Regions from separate parts of the Zea mays genome. Here region 2 is linked to region 1. The links are chromatin contacts, called in public Hi-C maps. All regions are on one chromosome and are shown on one strand. The core of a region is the stretch at or near the end of the contact, and the rest is flanking DNA. Distances in the headings are between cores, read along the strand shown. Region 1 has its middle 96 kb from the start of LOC100283672. Region 2 holds the start of dsy2 (desynaptic2).

The links. A called contact is a pair of places that touch in the nucleus more often than the background predicts.
Region 2: a contact with region 1 is called in a Hi-C map of seedling, with 6 times the contacts expected there. The contact joins the promoter of dsy2 here to the enhancer-like site in region 1. A contact is called at or near these places in 12 of 25 Hi-C or Micro-C datasets (bundle sheath, ear, leaf and 4 more) and 1 of 3 datasets of contacts at active chromatin or transcription factors (leaf).

Annotation. Positions count from the first base shown.
Region 1 is chr5:91,634,685-91,637,384 of Zm-B73-REFERENCE-NAM-5.0, reverse strand. No RefSeq gene overlaps it. Among protein-coding and RNA genes, the nearest start is that of LOC100283672, 96 kb to the right of the region's middle. Within about 2 kb of position 1,269, at least 15 of the 20 cell types and tissues checked have an H3K27ac peak or open chromatin away from gene starts, as enhancers often do. A contact at or near this core is called in ear, leaf, seedling and 1 more, where this site is marked.
Region 2 is chr5:91,733,761-91,736,464 of Zm-B73-REFERENCE-NAM-5.0, reverse strand. dsy2 (desynaptic2) reads right to left here and starts at 1,277. Exons shown (of 13, transcript NM_001319706.1): 1 at 1,185-1,277; 2 at 212-292. The coding sequence starts at 241. It overlaps LOC103626702 (zinc finger protein CONSTANS-LIKE 3), which reads right to left. Exons shown (of 3, transcript XM_008647090.2): 3 at 2,446-2,704.

The sequences.
Region 1 (2,700 bases), core at 20-2,519:
AAAGCAAAAACAAGTATCCAACAGCTCCCTACTCCATCTCCCTATACCGCCGCAGGCGTAAAACATCACCTTCACCGCGAATGTATTCGCCGAGCGTTGTCCTCCCAATCTTTCCTTTTCTCCTTGTTCTCGTTCGAGAAATCAGCTTCTCCCGGCTCCTTGCCATCGCGCGAAGAAATCCATCATCGCTCGCCCGGCTCCTCGCCGCCACATTAGGGCTTGTTCGGTTATTCCCAAAACATATGGATTGGGTGGGATTGGAAAAAATTGAGAAGAAGTTTGACTTGTTTAGGATTCAAACCCATCCAATCCCGCTCAATCCACATGGATTGAGAGCTAACCGAACAAGCCCTTACGAGGCGTTGGCGCGGGAATGGAGCTCCCCGACCTTGCGGCCATGGCCATGGGTATGGGATAATGATGCTGCTCATGAGCACCACAGCGGCGACGGTGACCAAGGCGCGAGAGAGCTCATACCTACTGGCGCTGGCAGCCAACCTCCGTCATCAAGCAGCGGTGGAACCTGCAAAGGCTCTTCAGCCCCGGCGGATGCCGTCCTCGCACACTGCGCTGCCCACCTCTCTCACCGCCTCCGTCGCGTTCTGGGATCATTTTGTTCTTGCATTTATTCCTGTCACCAATCCATGACCTGCGTTTCTGTAGACGTCAGACCATCCTTCACTTGCAGTAGAGTCCTCCCCAACCAGTGTTCCATGGGAATTAGACGTGAAGGAACCGTAACAAGAATGAAAAGCTCTGGGTCAAAGAGCAATTGCACCTTGCGCTCTGCTTTTTTGCTTTCTTCCAATGTTTTGGAGGCATTCATTTGGGAAATCTTGCTTTCGTTGAGTCTCGTTGAGCTAGTTTCACAATCTGAGAGAAAACGTTTTCATACTCTTGCTGACGGACAGAGCAAAAGGAGCCAAACAGGAGATGACGGAAGGAAAGAGAAGAGATGCAGGAGTAGTTACAATGTTTTTTGGGAGATATATAGGAATCTGTTGGAGAATGGTTTTTATTTGGATCTAAAATGTTGTTAGGGAGCTTCCAATCTGAAGGTATTAGAAGCTAATAAATCAGGAGCTATTGGAGATGCTCTAATGCCCGTCTCCTAAAGTAGTTTTTGCCCGCCACTATTAATCGTTATTATAGTAGTGCGGCGCCAACAGATCCGGGCATCCGGCGGTAGTTGATTCGGCTGCGGTGGCTCGTCGTTCTCGCAACGCGAAGTTTGTGGGCCGCATAATTGACGGCCGGACTGTACTGGATCACCAGATGATCGGCCGAGACGGCCATCTGTGGACATGAGAAGCAAGCTGGTGGCCAAAACTAGGCCGATATAAAGAGAGGCCCAGAAAGGCAGTAACGATTACACATTTTGAGCAATTTCCACAATAAAAGCATATTATGCAACCAGCATAAATACATAGCCTGAAGGCATTCAACATTCATGTATGTTACATTTTTCACTCTTGCATATTATTTTGGAAGTTCCTAAATATTTTTATGACCTTAATATATTTTGTTTAGGTTTGTTGTGTCTTAATTTATACTACATCTGTTCTCGAATATTTCTCGTCCGCTACTTTATTTTTGAACTGAACCGTGATAAATAAAAAACGAAGAGAGTATCTTAGATTTTTCTTAGAATTGAAGAAGCCTAAAGATATTTTCATGTCTTTAAAACATTATAAGATATTTACCTTTTTTTAAAAAAGTATGAAACCGCTTCAATCTAAGTAAGAGAGCTAATTTAAATGGTTTTAATAGTTGAGCAGGTAGAATGTTTGGAGTTTGAAGTTCGAGGAGAAAATCAAACTATGGTGATAGTTCCACGAGATAAAATATTCACTGAAGTAAGAAGGTTGTTTTAAAACAGAATATTTTAAAAAGGTTCTCTCACCTCTATTTATGTCTTGATTGCACGGTTACACAAATATATATGGTTGCACCATATATTTATCGTGGTTTCGGAAACCGGGAGGATAATAGATTTGTGTTCGGTGAGGAAAGCAAGCACAGACTCACTCCTGAAAGCATCTAGGCCCCTGGTTGGTTTTAGTGATTAACTAGGTATGTGCCCGTGTGTTGCGACGGAACACAAATTGACGAGCCTCCAATAGCTAAAATATCATAGACTGTGAATAGGTGCATGAACTCTCTAGCCCGTGAATAGGTGCAAAAACTCCATTCAGACCAAGAAAGATCATCAATATCATAATTTATATCATTTGGCTGTTATATCTACAGAAATATATTGGCTAACCAGATAAAAAATCTTAGGTACTCGAATATCTTTATTTAAAGGTTGAACAAGAAACAAATAAAACAATAAGATTTGTTTTACAGATCAGATACTTGGATGCAATGTTTGATCTAACAAACTTTGTTGTCGAGGGTTGCCAAAGGACTGATGGTTGTTCTGGCTCCCAGTACACTTAATACATTCAAAAGAAGATTATACAATACTTCTGTAAGAATTATAGTTCAGACAACAACCAATGTACTCAGCCACACAAGAGCAGGTTTATGCGCTTCATATAAGGAAACGATCTCAAAAACATTGTTCACAAATATTCTTTGTACAAGCATGACCACAACACTTAGCAGCCTTCAGCTCGTTTTTAGCGGCTCATCCCAAAAAACAAGTGTCTAAATTGAAATTGTTGACAAAGCAGCAAAATACACCTTACTATCACA
Region 2 (2,704 bases), core at 28-2,527, 99 kb before region 1:
TTTTGGCTTTTCTAAGTACATAGATTTTGCTATGCATCTAGATATATGCTATGTCTAAATACATGGCAAAAGCTATCTACCAAGAAAAGCTATAACGACTTATAATCTAGAATGTAGAGTACAAAATGGGGATAACCAGAGCTGAAAAGCTTAAATTAATAATCAGTGCACCCTACAAGGGTACAACATAGAAGAGGAAATTGCTACTCACTTTATGGATGTTTGGCAGCTCAACTTCCATTGGGGCAGCTACAGATATAACAATAATTTACAAAATTAACTACAGGTGAACCTGACAAATTGGGAAACAACTGCATGAAATAAGACTCTGAAAGCATCTTGTGTGATTAAATCAAGCTTCACAAATCACAGTCAAGTAAACGTCACTAATAAAACATGGGAAGAGGGATAGATTCAGCAGCAAAGTGCAGCAATATGAGCAACAGAGAAAAAAAAGATGTAAAAAAATAAGCATACTTCCTGCACATCAGCATTAACATAGGTGGATCATCAATGAATCTTGACTAACCAGGGAAATTAAAGCAGACAAATATCAAAGCAATATAACCATCAAATCCATAAACTAAAGCATAGAAATGACGCCTGAGGGAAATTAAAAGTAAACACTGTACATTGTCACAGAACCACTCAACCACACCATATGCATTTACCAAATCAACAAACTTATTAGCATTTATGGCATAGACCAGTGCATTGGGATACATTTCCACTCCAAGCTGATTTTGTTTTTTTTTCACTCGAATAACTGCTCTTGGTCCAAATTATGCAAATCACATATCACAGCTAGATTTGACCTGACCTCTGCAGTAAGACCAGAGATTCTTACTAGACCATTTCACACTACCCACGAGCATTAAAAGCATAGAAGCCCTTACCTACTCGGTGAAATAATTGACTAGTCCCTTACAAGCATATATTACAGTAGCATACCACAATAACGTAGCTGTATGAGGTAGCAGCGCACAGTGATCGTCTTCCTCAACCACGATCCACAGGGTGGAGACACTCTAATAATTATAGCAGGAAAATCGAATGTAGTAGCAATAATAGACGCATACAGTTTTAACTAGATCAGATTCGAATGTGAGTATCCAAATATCTTAAGTTAGGGTTCGGGTGCCCGGTTTCTCACTCCAGGAAGGGGCGAGACGGGGTGCACATACCTGGTTGGCTCCCGTCGCCTGAGAAAGGATCGGCGAAGTCCTAGAGAGGGGACGGACGAAGACCTGGGCACGTAAATTAGGGCGGCGGGCGGCGAGGTTGATCGCCTAGTTGCCGTCGCGAACGAGCGGGCGAGCGAGGGAAGAGAGCGCGCGCGCACTCGGGGTGAATGTCGGGAGAAAAGACAGGGAGTGAAGTCAGTGACTGACCGATCCCTAGAATTTTGCCTGGGCCTGGAATGGGCCCGAAAGCTGCCTTCTCTTAATCCCGTCAGCATGCCTATGCCCAGAAAACTGAAACTAATTGTCTCGTTAAAACGTATCCTCCCAGCCTCCCAGGGTACGCCGTACTTTTTTCAGCTACACTGTTCATAGGTATACATGTATAATTGTATATTCACATCTATAAACAATTAACACATGTAGCTAAACTCTATTTTTATAAACAATGAACCGAATTAACCCTTGTATCAAATAGAATGTTAGGATTGGGATGGAGGGTGCCCGGCAGGGATGAAAACATATACTTATTTGAATATTATCATCATCATTATTATTATAGATTGTGAATAAATAGGATATTCACATTCTTGTTTTTACCATAAACTTCAAATTTATCATATATTTTCTCAAATGATAGATATAGAATTCGGATCAAGATAAAGATTTGGTTATTTTTCACTCTTTTATTGTAAGGAGTAAATAATACATAAAACGATTTATACAAAATTTTGTTCTTATTTATAATAATGTGCTTGATAATATATTATATATAGGTATTATATTTCTTAAAACACTTTGGATATCCACCCTCATTCTAGATGCCTCGAAAGTCTCCTTGATGACTAAGAACTATCATTTGGTTGATACAAGGTTCGACGCATAAGATCCACGTCTGAAGCATGGACGTATCAATAATTCAATATGGACACCCATGGTACGCAGGATGGAAACAAGCATACTGCATACATACGTATCCTTATCATTCTCATGAAACATCAATTTGCATCAGCTAAATCTTTCTCCCTAACCTTCCCATACAAGTTCGATCGGCAGATCTCCTGCAAACCGCGTGTAAAAAAAAACTAACGTGCGCCAGCATTCGAACCATTCGCATACATAAACCGATACGTGCGCCAGCATTTCAAACGAACGCTAGGATCATAGGTTGAACTGCGTGCCAGCTAGGGGCTAAATCTGCCGACTGCCGTACGGAGCCTCGATACTCTCCAAAGTGGGAGTGGATTAAGCACATGCACGCAACTTGCAAATAGATCGAGAGGCCTTTCCAATTATAGCATAATACTACATCGATCAATCGAAACAGATGCTAAGCATCTCTTCCTGACCCAAAATTACACGGTACTACGTACTATTAGTAGAACTGGTCGCCCCAGCAAACAAACGCAGCAGCAGTACACGCTAGCCTGCTAATTTAACCATGGCTAGCCCAAAACGGCATGTGATCGCCAACTAGGAGCTCGCCGCTCCAGCAAACACGTAGGCGCGCATGCAGCATGGCT